Regions from separate parts of the Mus musculus genome. Here region 2 is linked to region 1. Evidence: chromatin contacts called from public promoter capture Hi-C data. All regions are on one chromosome and are shown on one strand. The core of a region is the stretch at or near the end of the contact, and the rest is flanking DNA. Distances in the headings are between cores, read along the strand shown.

What was found. Promoter capture Hi-C pulls out the DNA fragments that hold promoters and counts their contacts.
Region 2: a contact with region 1 is called in a promoter capture Hi-C map of the C10 cell line. The contact joins the promoter of Cd33 here to the promoter of Zfp715 in region 1. A contact is called at or near these places in 5 of 39 promoter capture datasets (the C10 cell line, the HPC-7 cell line, embryonic stem cells and 1 more), 1 of 484 Hi-C or Micro-C datasets (bone marrow-derived macrophages), 1 of 115 datasets of contacts at active chromatin or transcription factors (microglia) and 1 of 9 other capture datasets (adipose tissue).

Annotation. Positions count from the first base shown.
Region 1 is chr7:43,311,163-43,318,325 of GRCm38.p6, forward strand. It overlaps Zfp715 (zinc finger protein 715), which reads right to left and starts at 2,138. Exons shown (of 5, transcript NM_027264.4): 1 at 1,942-2,138; 2 at 1-23. The coding sequence starts at 3.
Region 2 is chr7:43,530,542-43,537,228 of GRCm38.p6, forward strand. Cd33 (CD33 antigen) reads right to left here and starts at 2,630. Exons shown (of 6, transcript NM_021293.3): 1 at 2,517-2,630; 2 at 2,061-2,441; 3 at 1,497-1,775. The coding sequence starts at 2,553.

The DNA of each region.
Region 1 (7,163 bases), core at 888-3,387:
CATGGACGTTGAAGAAGGGCTAGCTGTGGCACAGAAGGAAATCCTTAGGCCTGAATGATTGCAGTGGTCTCAGAGACACCGGAAATCACTAAAAGACAACAACCAAACATCTGACCATGAATTGGTGAGGGCCTATATGGAAGAACAGGTGTAGGCAGTGTAGAGGATACATAAAAGCCCTGCTCTTGTTATTAGTCTGGGTTCTAAAACAAACAACAAAAGAAAACAAACAAAAAATTAAAAAACCATCCATTAGGAAGGAAGGACACACTGCAGCACTCACATGTTAACTAGTAGAAAACCAATGTGCTAACTAACTTAGTCATTACAAAATGAGTACATAGGTGCTTATTGTAGGGATCCAGAATGCCATGCTAGGGAAGGCTCACTAAGCCCTCAGCACCTGCCTGAAAGGAAGTAAAATACTTACAAAAAATCAGTACGTTGCCAACTTAATTTTGATTGCATTTCAAACAAACTTTTTAGCTACACATATGCATTACTACTCTGCTTGATTTGCTCGTAGGTCACTAAATAGAAGAACAGGGGTACATATTCGAGCTGTTTTCATTCTAAGGAACACCCTGGCCACCATATCTATGCAGTCCCTTCTGTAGTCAGCATCTAAAAACAGCATTCCTGTTTCCTGTTGCACAAAGCGCTCAGGATGACAGCCAATTTTGATTGTAGCGTGAGTTTCTAGACATTTCCCCGTCTACACAGACACATTAAGAAAAACAGGCTTATCCAATCCTCACTCCCCCACTCCATGTCTGTCTGTGTGCCCCCTCCCCCGCTCCCATGTGTAAGTGTGTGTGTGTGTGTGTGTGTGTCTGTATTTGAGACAAGGTCTATTATTTAGCTCTGGCTATCCTGAACTTGCTATGTAGACCAGGCTAGCCTTTAACTTTCACTGCCTGGGCCCCATTAGTGCTGGGATTTAAAGATATGAGCTACTTACTCCTCTCAGACCAATACACAGTTTTTTAAGCACTCCAAATCAACACAAACATTAGGGTACAAATAAAACGGCCCAATATTATTTTGGTCAACTGCCAACCAGTGATCTTTAACGTCTGTATAGGATCCCAAAGACAGGCAAGCACTGATGCACATAATGTCCAAAGGATTCCCAAGTATGACTCTAATGTGCCCCAAAGAGTGAAAGTGTTTTTAATATTTGGGATCATTCCTTCAATAATGCTGGTCATCCAGAGGTAGGAACGAATTAGTTGGAAAAGGAGACCCAAAAGCAGCCCATAAAACAAGATTCCCTACTTTTACGGACCTTAGAAGAAATCTCTTGAGCTCAGCAGCCTAGATAACTAGGCAGCATGCAAAGCGTGGGACCCCCTCCCTCCCTCCCTCTCTCCCTCCCTCATCCGTGAGAGCCTGAGCACTCGCAGTTCCGACACCTGTGGTCTTGACACTTGCTACTTTGGTCAAGCCGACGGGATTTTCTTCACATAGTGCTAACCGGAATCAAGCCACAGTCACTGGCCACGCCAACACTAACGACCAGAGTCGCCCTCACAAGCATCCCACTCCCGCCCTAGGCTCCATCGCTGCCTCTGCTGACCCCTACGCCAATCACGGCTTGAGTGGGGCACAGGCCACCTCAAAGTCTTCGCCCTTAAGCTCCCGACTCCCACCCGGGGACCCGCTGCGTGCAGCGCCCACTCACTGAGTCCCGCCCCCTAATGGCCTCAGCTGACAACTTTCATGGACGACTGCGTGAAAACCCACAGGAGAGCACATTGGGAAGTGACAAAACACCCAAGATACGGGAAACCCTCGGGAACAGGGTGAAAGCGCACCACGCGACCCCCACCCCATCTGACGAGCCCCGGCAGCCGCCTCAGCCCAGTCCTTCAGCACAAACCAGCGCTCGGCACAGCACTGCGTCCTCCCACCCCCTGCGCCGCCGCCGCCGCCACTCACCTCACACTGCCCGGCCGAGAGCTCTGCACACGGCACGCCTGACGGCGACTTCCGCCCACGGAAGCCGAAGAGTCCCGGATGGAAAAGTTCCAAACCACCTCGCGGACCCGCCAGCGAAGTAACACTCGAATGACTACAACATTTAAGGTTTCACGGCCACTCTATTTCCGGTGTCTTTTAGATTTCCGGCAGGACATGTCCACGCCCAGTAGAATAATGCGCATGCCCACTAACACTTTTGACCCGAGTGTGCCTGCCAGCAGTCAGCATGGCAGACCGGGTGGTTCCAGTTTCCTTGGAAACTGTGGTGGCGGCGTGAGTGAGCTCCGGACGTTGGAGGCCACCATCCAGGAACTTTGATTCCATGTGGGCGGGCAGCTAAATGCAACGCCTTTGAGTGGAAGTCTGAAAGCTGTCTCCCATATGGTGTGACAGGCCTGGCAGGAATATGATAGTCTAAAGAGACATTCTGTGCCCCTTCCTCTACAGACTATTGAGACAATGGAACACAGAAATAGAAATTCCATGATGGGAGAAAGGATGTGCTGAAGCCAGGAGGCAGTCAGAGCAGGGACTTGTCACAGGAAAACAGATTTCACACCGTTCTGACAACTTCCTAGACCACTTTGCAGGACAGACTTCAGTCGGAGACAATGATAGCGAGGGGCCACAAACTAAGATTGCTTGGTAAGACTGCTTAGTTACATACCTCTTGCTTTCTATTTAAACCTAATTCTGCAGGGGAGAAGGGATGATATGATAGAGAGGTAGCTTAACAGGTAAGTGCCCAAACTGCTCTTAAGGGCTCAATTCCAGCACTCACACGTCAGCTCACAACTATCTGTAACTCCTGTTCCAAGCGGACGCTCTCTTCTGACCTCCAAAGACACCGAGCACACTAGTGGTACACAGACACTCGTGCAGATAAAACACCCATACACATAAAATAAAAATTTATATCTTGCCCAGTGGAGATGGTACACGTCTTTAGTCCCAACACTCTGTAGAGAGAGTCAGGCAGACCTCTGAGTTCAAGGCCAGCCTAGTCTATAGAGAAAGTTCCAGGACAGCCAGGAGAAATCCTGCCAAAAAAAAAAAAAAAAGAATTAAATCTTGATCAAGAAGTTGGCTCATACCTTTAATTCCAGTACTCTGGAGGCAGAGGAAGGCAGATCTCTGAGTCTGAGGCCAACCTGGGCTACATAACTGAATATAATCTCATAGCTCCCATTTTGCTATTGTGGAAAGATAAACTAGGCAAGATAGATCTCCATTGTTTTAAAATTGTATTTTCCTAAATTATGCAAGCTTTTGAGAAAGAAAAAAAAAAAAACCTTTAATGGGTTAACAGAAACTTTCGATTTCCAAGACAGAAAGCATCTGGGAATATCTAAAGACTTTTTTTTTAAGGTTTCTTTCTTTATTTTATGTATATGAGTATACTGTAGCTGTATTGATGGTTGTGAGCCACCATGTGGTTGCTGGGAGTTTGATTTTAGGACCTCTGCTCACTCTGGTTGACCTCCAGCTCCGCCCCTGCTCACTCCCACTTAAAGATTTATTTATTATTGTATGTAAGTACACTGTAGCTGTCTTCAGACACACCAAAAGAGGACGTCAGGTCTCATTACGGATGATTGTGAGCCACCATGTGGTTGCTGGAATTTGAACTCAGGACCTTCGGAAAAAGCAGTCAGTGCTCTTAACCGCTGAGCCATCTCTCCAGCCCAAGACTTTATTTATTTTATTTTTTTTAATTTTCTTAGGCTTGGTATAGTAATACTGGGCCTCTTGTTCCTAACCTCAAGGTGGATAAATTAAATACTTCTCCTTTATCTGTTTGTTTCCCTATTTGTCTCTTTAATTGGTCAGATTCCAACTTGGTTGGGCTTTCAGGACCCAGGCTATAACAATTGTCAGTGACTTATCTTTGGCACTCAGGCCTTCTGGTTTGTAGGCAAGCACTTTTACCCACTAGACAAACTCATTACCCACTTACCCACTTTCTCTTTCTTTCTTTGTCCCTCCCTCCTTCCTTTCCTTTCTTTCTTTCTTTCTTTCTTTCTTTCTGTTCCCATTTTCCAGTTTTTTCTTTTCTTTACTTTTTTTTTTTTTAAATGACAGGGCTTCTTTGTATTCTGGGCTGGACTTAAATTCTCCATTTATCTGTGTTGACCTCACAAGTGTTTCCATTACAGTCTTGTGTCACAGTAAGACCCCCTTTCGGGGACCCCTACTCTAGTCTCAGGAGTGAGAGAGCGCACCCAAAGAAACATGAGAATCCCTTCTGCTGTAAACACATGAGGCAGTTTAATGACGGAGCTCCGGACCGACATGCATCTCACACAGGAGATAACGGATGCCGGCCACAAGGCTCGAAAGCTAGGGGTTTTTATGGGATGAGGGGCTTAGGGGTGTGGAATTCAGCATAGCGACACACTATTGGCTTATTCAAACATCAGCAGAAAAATTACATGTACATGCAGATCAGGGAGTCAGAGTTCTGTGAGTTGGATGTTTATCAATGCTAGCAGACTCAGTTCAGATAGCCCTGTTATGTCCTCACATTCCTCTTTATCTTTATGGTCAAGCTGTTCCCAGGAATGTTTTAACATGCCCGGGTTTATTTTTCTTTATTCTCAGCCCCAGGCAGCCTCTAGGCTCACAAACAACCAGCAATTTCTGAGTACTTTATATGACTTACAGGTCTTAAAATTTCATCTTTCTTTCATCACCAATTCTGGCTGAAAGGAAATTTCTTTTTTCTTTCTTTTTTGGTTTTTTTTTCGAAACAGGGTTTCTCTGTGTAGCCCTGGCTGTCCTGGAACTCACTCTGTAGACCAGGCTGGCCTCGAACTCAGAAATGTGCCTGCCTCTGGCTCCCGAGTGCTGGGATTAAAGGTGTGCGCCACCACACCCAGCTGAAAGGAAATTTCTTGTACCTGACAATTTAGAATCACTTCATGGTCACCACTGAACAAAAGCTTATTCTCAAATGCATAAAGTTTTGTGGGTGGGTGTTGGTTACTGATGTTTTCATGTAGAAGACCACAGTGTGAGTCAGAGGAAAACAAGGAGGAGACTGGGAGAGCAGGTCAGAGACTAGCAATAGGCAGCTCTGTAGAATGGGTTGACAAACCATGACACAGGGCACTGTAACCAGTGCAGTTCTTCACCAGCGTGGAGAACATCAGCAAGATATTGTCAGCTTGTGGGTGCAGGCACAGGAGGCACACTCCTGCTGCCACCGTCAGGATCCCAAGGAGTTCCCCTAGAGACTTTTAGCGACATAAATTCAAGCCAAACAGGATCTATGGCTTCTGCATCAGAAAGCATTCCAGGACTAAAAGCAGAATTCAAATTTTTATTAAAGATATTTTCACAGATTTGTTTATGTGTATGAGTGTTTACTTGAACGTACAGATGTGCACAGTTGTGCTTGGTGCCCCTGGAGATCGGGAGAGGTGCTAGATCCCTGGAACTGGAGTTACATACGAATGGTTGAGAACTATGATGTGGGAACTAGAAATGAAGCCTAAGTCCTCTATAAAAACAAGTCCTCTTAAACATTAAGTCATAAATGGAAAGAAACTCAAAGCAATTTCACTAAAATCAGGAGCAAGACAACCTTATCCACTGTCTCCATACCTATTCAATACAATAACTGAAGTTTTAGCTTCAGCAGTAAGACAACTGAAAAAGATCAAAATAATACAAATTGGAAAGGAAGGAGTCAGAGTATTTTTATTGGCAGATGGTATAATACTATACATAAGTAGCCCTAAAAGTTTTACCAGGGAACTCCTTTAAGTGATAAACATTTCAGTGAAGTGGCTGGACACAAGATTAACTTCAAAAAACAAAACAAAAAACAAAACAAAAAAACAAGCCCACCAGTAGCCTTTTTTAAAATTTTTATTTATTTATTATTATACATAAGTACACTGTAGCTGACTTCAGACGCACCAGAAGAGGTCGTCAGATCTCATTACCTGTGGTTGTGAGCCACCATCTGGTTGCTGGAATTTGAACTCAGGACCTTCAGAAGAGCAGTCAGTGCTCTTACCCACTGAGCCATCTCACCAGCCTATCAGTAGCCTTTCTGACATACAAATGACAAATGGACTGAGGAAGAAATGATGGAAACAACACCTTTCACAATAGCCTCAAATAATGTAAAATATATTGAGGTACCTCTAACCAAGCAAGTGAAAGATCTGTATGACAAAAACTGTATGACAAAAACATTGAAGAAAGAAATTGAAGAAGATATCAGAAGATGAAAAGATTTCCCATGCTCATGGATTGGTGCGATTAACATGATTAAATGGCCATCCTACCAAACAGCAATCTACAGATTCACTAATCTCTCCAGGACATTCATCATGGAAGGGGTGTTGGATTGTGTCAAATGCCTTTTATGCATCTAATGACAAAATCACGTGGGTTTTGTCTTTCACTTTGTTTATCCGCTGGATCACATTTACTGATTTTTGAGTGCTGAACCATCCCTGCATCTCTGGGATGAAGCCCATTTGACCATGGTGGATGATATTTTGATGTGTTTCTTGGATTCATTTTTACAAGTATTTTATTATTTTTGCATCTATGTCCATAAGAAACTGTTCTGTGATTCTCTCCCTTTGTTGAGTTTTTATATGGTTTGGTTATCAGGGTAACTGTGGTTTCATAAAATGAACTGGGCAGTGCTCCTTCTGTTTCTGTTTTCTGCACTAATTTGGGGAGAGTTGGCATTAGCTCTCCTTGCTGGGATTTGAACTCAGGATTTGCCACTTAAAACTGCCTTCATCGGATCTGCAACCCTATAGGTAGAGCAACATTATGAACTAACCAGTACCCCGGAGCTCTTGACTCTAGCTGCATATGTATCAAACGATGGCCTAGTCGGCCATCACTGGAAAGAGAGGCCCATTGGACTTGCAAACTTTATATGCCCCAGTACAGGGGAACGCCAGGGCCAAAATGTGGGAGTAGGTGGGTAGGGGAGTGGGGGGGAGGGTATGGGGGAATTTTGGGATAGCATTGGAAATGTAAATGAGGAAAATACCTAATAAAAAGTATAAAAAAAAACTGCCTTCATCATGTCCCATAAGTTTGGGTACGTTGTGTATTCATTTTTAGTCAATTTTAGAAAGTCTTTAATTTCTCTATCTCTCCATTATTCACTCAGTAGAGAGTTGTTTAGTTTAGATTTTCTTAGA
Region 2 (6,687 bases), core at 1,380-3,879, 220 kb after region 1:
ATTGCAAGATAGAACTTCTCAGAATATGGGGAAATGACCATCGAGAACAGAACACCATCTCTTTCATTGTCAGTTAAATGAAAACCACAGTGGGACACTTCTGTGCACAGTGACAGGGTGTGTTTTCTAAGGAAGGGAAGTGACCCCACTGGTGGGAATGTGGCGTGTGTGGAGCTCCTGTGTGCTCTCAGAGGCTGTGGTAAACATTCACTGCGGAAACCTTTGCACATTTAGAATGAAAAACAGAATTACCTTCTCCCTGGTGGTAATCTCCCTGCTGCTGTGTGCCCAGGAGAGGGGACATACTCTCAGACACAAACACATGCTCCTGAAGCCTGGTACCCAATAATACAGAGCCGAAATGACTCCAGAGTGTCTTCTGGCAGGCTGATGAGCAAGTGTGGTCTGTGCAACACTGGGGTGCAGTTTGGATCCTCGAGGAATGCAATACTGTTGTGTACCTCAGAGATGAGACCCGAGTACAGGATGCTGGCGAACAGCAAGTCAGATGCAGAAGGACACATTTCCATGGGTTCCAGTTTTGTAAAAAGTACAGATGAGGCAAATGCGTACAGACCAGAGCAGGTCAGTGTTTGCCAGAGGAGCACAGGAAGTGATTGTCATAGATCAGAGTTTCTATCTGGGGACATGCAAAGGTCCCATAGTGTGCTCCTTATTATATGGCAGTTGTTAGTGATGATAACACTGTATAGATAAATCTACTAATGAAGTTAAATTAATACTGTATAGATTATATACTGATGAAGTTAATACTGAATGAATTTATGTAAAGTAAAATTATAGGTGTAAAAACAACCATGGAATTCCAAAGTCCCCCTGACAGCAGAACTCCACAGCACTTCTCAGAGGCTGGAGTGTGGCTTAGGGCTCATCCCAGGATCAGTTGCTAGCACCAAAACCCAAACAAGATATAAAGGTTTTGCCCTGAACTCCATAGGTGAGGACCGACCACTTCATCCCTATCCATGAGAAAGGCACCTTTCTCCACACTTTCCTTAAGACCTGTTTATCATTAACTGTTAGATTCAGATATGGGACCCAGCTGTATTTGAGCAGTAGCCAAAAGTCCATGTCCAGAAATGGTCCAAAGGATTGAGGAGTTTGTGGGCTCAGGTGTAATGTAGGCTGTGGATGGGGAGGGGGTCGCTGATTCTGTAGCAAAGAGTGTCTCCGGTGTGAAGAGAGGTGGTCTGTGGGCTAAGCTCAAGAGTCCCTGCTCTCCCACTCCATGACAACTCTCCCCACCTGTGCATGAAACTAGGGATTCTGTACAGATGTTTTAGAGAAAAAGTTTGCATGTTGAGTTGAGCTGAGGACAAGGCAAGACAGGAGTTCCCATAACTAGTCAAGACATCATAGTCAGAAAGACTGGGCCTGTGTGTTTCCAGGACTCACAAATAGTCAGGCCATCAAGACACAGCTACCATGAACCCCTGCCTTAAACTCAGAGCCTTGTTTCCTGACGCAACACTCACGGGTAACATTGAGCTGGATGGTCCTTTCCACAGTGACACCTGCTCCAGAGAAGGTCACCAAGCAGGTGAGTTTGGTACCATGGTCCTGAGGCTGAGGTGTGAACGTCAGCACGGAGGAGTCTGTGGTTCGGGAACTCAAGGAGGTGAGGGCAGTTGACATCCAGGAGAAAGTAGGGGGTGTCCCCTGCTCACAAGCCCAGGGCACAGAGCAGGTGAGATTGCTAGGATAGCCAGCCTCCAGGGTCCCCGGGATTATAATGTCAGGAGTCCGTGATAGAGCTGAGGGAAGAAGGGAAAGAGACAGACACACAGACACACAGACAGAAAGGCAGAGATATAAGCAATTGTAGATACTCAAAAACTCCCTGGACAGCAGACTCTCCCTCAGGACAACCATCTTCCTTCACACAGCCCAGCATCTGTGTGAGGGATCTACCAAGGATGAGGTACAAGTCTTCCAACACACACACACACACACACACACACACACACACACACACACACACACACACACACTGGGCCTTGTGGCCTCTTAAGATACTATCAGGTGACTTCATTGCTTACAGGTCACATGCAGTGACAGCTGGCTTTTTTTGTAAGAATATCTCACAAAAGGTTCTCTGACCACTCTGAAGAAGTACATTCCTGTGTCATTTTTCTGTGCATCTCTGATGAACAGGGAACAGTCATGTTTCTGTGGGTCCCCAAGGAGTTGGAATCTGCCCTGTGTTGCCTTCTGCACTAGTTGTCTGGGGTCACTTGTGGCCACTGGAGAGTCTTCATGGAGACTGACCCCTTTCCGGAGCCAGGAGCCGGTCACAGGTCCTAAAGTGAGCTTAATGGAGGGGTAGAAAACACTGCAGGGCACATGGACACATAGGCCCTCCTCGACTGTCACTGACTCGGGCGCCACCAGCTGGAATTCTAAATCCTGAGCCAGGGAGCCTGCAAAGAAATGAGAGGTATCTTGGTTCTGTCCCACCAGCCGCTATTCAAGACCCCCACCCCCGCAACACTTACCTGCACACAGCAAGAACAGCGGCAGTGGCCACAGCATAGCACAGTGAATGGTCCTAGGTTCCTACAAGTAAAAGGGGAAGGAAGGTTGGGTGGTTGACGCTTCCTGTCATGGGTGAGAGTCGAAGACTATGGTGTCACAGGACTGAGAAGAAATCTCACTGGAACCCCAGTAATAAAGTCAGGCAGAGAGTAATTGACCACAGAGAAGGAACTTTCCACACATATGCTATTGGAGCTGTCACAGAACTTGAAGATTAAACACTTCCACTTTCCACATGTTGGGCTACACTCACTGAGAAGAACCCACCTCCGGCTCCCGTCTCTTCTTTGTGGCTTCCTCCCATTCCACTGTCACCATCAGAAAATTAGATGCTGTCTGAAAATCCACAGCTTCTGAATGTGCTCAAAAGTCAGTCTGGCAGAGGCAGGGCTCAAGGGGTTAACAGAGGAACCTTGAGGAATAAGGAACAAGGTACTTCAGGGCACATGGACACACAGGCCTTCCTCAACTGTCACCGACTCGGGCACCACCAGCTGGAATCTTGGCTCTTGATCCAGGGACCCTACAAAGAAATGAGGGGGGTGAATTCCTGTAGGGTGAAGTATGAGGGAATGAATAAATGAATGAAGGAATGAATAAATGAATGAGTATGTGGCAGAAGCACATCATGAGAGGTTCCTCTTTGCTGGAAAACTGTAAGGAAAGACTAAGAAGTTCTATATGGAATTAACTAAGACTCTAGCTGCCCTAGGGAGGGATAAAGGAACTGGTTGGAACTTTGACTACCCTGTGTATCTAGCAAGTGGGTTTTCAGGAATAAGTGGATAGAATGGGAGGAACAAATTCCATTGGCTTTGTAAAATGTGGCCCCCCCAGCTTGACCTTCCTAATGTACTTACTTTCTTTCCTCAGTTGTCCCTGGTGTGGACCACACAGAGCGGGTTATACAGACCAGCAAGTGGAGAAAACATCCAGAAGACACTGGAGAGAATTATTTAGGGTTTCAGAGGCAGATGTCCTTGTCTGTGTTCCTTCTGTGGCTCATTGTTAAGCAGAGAGATTATAGTCCCTGTTTTACGGTTTCTGTCTCTGTGGTAAAATACCATAAGTGTGGTTGTTTGAATAAGAATGCCCCCCCCTCTGTGTAGTCTCATATATTTGAATACTTGGCCATCAGGAGGTGGCACTAGTTGAGAGGGATTAGGAGGTGTGGCCTTGTTGGAGGAAGTGTGTCACTGGAGGTGGACTTTGAGGTTTCAAACGCTCAAGCCAGGCCTAGGGTCACTCTCTTTTCCTGCTGACTGTGGGTCTGGATGTAGAACTCTCAGCTACTTCTCCAGTGCCATGTCTACTTGCATGCTTCACACTATGATAAAAAAAAATGGACTAAACCTTTGAAATGGTAAGAACGTCCCAATTAAATGCTTTCTTTTATAAGAGTTGCCATGGTCATGGCGTCTCTTCACAGCAATAGAACACTGGCTAGGACAAAAGTTGGTACTAAGAATCAGGTATTGGTGTGACAGGTCTGACCATACTGCTTGTTGGTGGAATGTGGACTTCAGGATGTTACTAGAAAGGCAGTTGAACAATTTAATGGGGTTTAGTGGGCCATACTGGTAGCAGCAGGGACAAGAGTGGTACTGAGAGCAATGTAAACTATGATGGCCTTGCTCAAGAGGTTTCAGAGGAGAAAAAACATTATTAACTGGCCTAAAGACTGTTCTTGTGATATTTTGAAGAAGAATGTGGCTGCTGCTTGCTGGGGTTGGAACATGGAGCCCTTATTGAAATACATTTTTCACCAGATTTATGTTTTCAGTGGTTTTCTTAACTGCCCAAGCTTGGTTGGCCTTGAACTCAGAGACAGGCCAACTTATGCCTCCTGAGTCCTGGGATTAAAGGTGTACAACAACACAAGCACTCCTAAGCTTTTTTAAAAATTACTTTTCACTTTTTAAAAATTCTTCTTCATAAGTTAGAATCTTGGCTAGGTGGGGTTTTGCTCTGAGGTCACCACCCCCTTTAGTCCACTTAGTATCAGGCTTTTCTTTAATCTGTTTACACTTCCTGGTATCCCAGAAAGTGTATTCTGCTTCAAACTACATATTTTGTATTTATTTTTCGTTTTGCTCCTTCTTATTATAGATTTGCATAAGACTGGCTACTAATAACCAAAGGGCACAGTTGACACTAGGCTATTTGGAAATCTCTTCTGCCAATGCAATTAACCTAAAACTCTTCAAGTTATCATCAGGCCGAGTTTTCAGACAAGGGCAAAAAGTAGTGACATTCCTTGCCAAATATAAGCCTGACCTCCACAGTTCAAATCACCCTCAGCATCACTGTCTTCCATGCTCCTGCTAGTGTGGTCCATTAAGCCTTTTGGCTGGCATATAGTTCAGAAGTTTAGTCTATTGTCATGGAGTAAAACACAGCATCCCACAGGTAGGCATGGATACTGGAAAAGGAGCCACACATTCTATATCTGTATCAGCGGGCAGCAGAAAAAAGATTTGGTATCAATTTTTGTCTTAGGGTTTCTATGGCTGTGATAAAACATCATGACCAAAAGCAACCTGGAGAGGAAATGTTTTAGTTCATCTTTAAGCTAGTAGTCCATCATCCAGGGAAGTCAGGGCAGGAACTGATGCAGGAGCCATGGAATAATGCTGTTTACTATCTTGTATCTCCTAAATTGCTATCTTCTCTTTTCTATTTTGAACTTTTTTGTTATTTTTACATACCAAAGGCTGCCCTCTCCCAGTCTGCCCTTCACAGAGTCCCTCCTCCTTCTCCTCCTCATTTCCTCTGAGAGGGTGCACCCCTACCCCTATATCCACCAATCCTGGGGCATCAACTCTCTGCATGAATAGGTGCATCCTTTCCCACTGAGGCCAGACAAGACAGCCTAGTTAAGGAAAAAAGTGTCACAGGCAGGCTACAGCTTTAGGGGAGAGCCTCTGCTCCAATTGTTAGGGGACCAACATGGAAATTGAGCTACACATCTGCTACATATATGCCAAGGGTCTCGGTTCAGCCCATGTATGCTCTTTGGATGTTGGCTCAATCTCTGAGAGCTCCCAGGGGTCCAGGTTAGTTGACTCTGTTGGTCTTCCTGTGGTGTTCCTGTCCCCTTCAGGGCCTACAATCCTTCCCCCAACTCTTCCATAAGGTTCTCTGACTTTCATCGACTGTTTCGCTGTAGGTATCTGTATCTGTTTGTCAGCTGCTGGGTAGAGCTTCTCAGAGCACAGTTATGCTAGGCTCCTGCCTGCCAGTATAACAGAGTTATCATTAATAATGTCATGGACTGGTGCTTGTCCATAGGATGGGTCTTGAGTTAGGCCAGTTATTGGTTGGAAATTCCTTCAGTCTGCTCCATCTTGTCCCTGCATTTCTTTTAGACAGGACAAATTTTGGATTGAAAGTTTTGTGAGTTGGTGTCCTTATCCTTCCACTGGACGTCCTGCCTGGCTACAGGAAATAGAATCTTGGTATAACTCTAACCAAACAAGTGAGAGACCTGTATGATAAGAGCTTCTAGTCCCTGAAGAAAGAAATTGAAGAAGATATTAGAAGATGGAAAGATTCCCCCATGCTCATAGATAGGTAGGATTAACATCGGTAGGATTGGCCATTTTACCAAAAGCAATCTACAGATTCAATGCACTCCCCATCAAAATTCCAACACATTTTTTCACAGACCTTGAAAGAGCAACTTCATATGGAAAAAAAAAATCCAGGATAGCAAAACCAATCCTAAACACTAAAAGAACTTCTGGAGGTATCACAAAGACCCATAAAGAAACCTATACTCCTATGGACACTTGATTTTTGACAAAGAAGCCAAAACCATATAATGGGAAAAAAGAAAGCAACATCAACAAATGGTGCTGGTCTAACTGAATGCCTGCGTGTAGAAGGCAAATAGATCCATATTTATCATGTGGCACAAAACTCAAGTCCAAGGCAATCAAGGACCTTAATAAAAAACCTTTTTATTGATTCATTGTTTATTTCACATCATGCACCCTAATCTCATTCATCTCCCCATCCTTCCATATCTACCCTGTGTCCTCGCAACCTGCCCCCAAAAGAAGACAAAACATCTCACCATGAAGCTCTGGTGTGTCACATTGTGCCATACAGTATATACCCTCTTGCCCA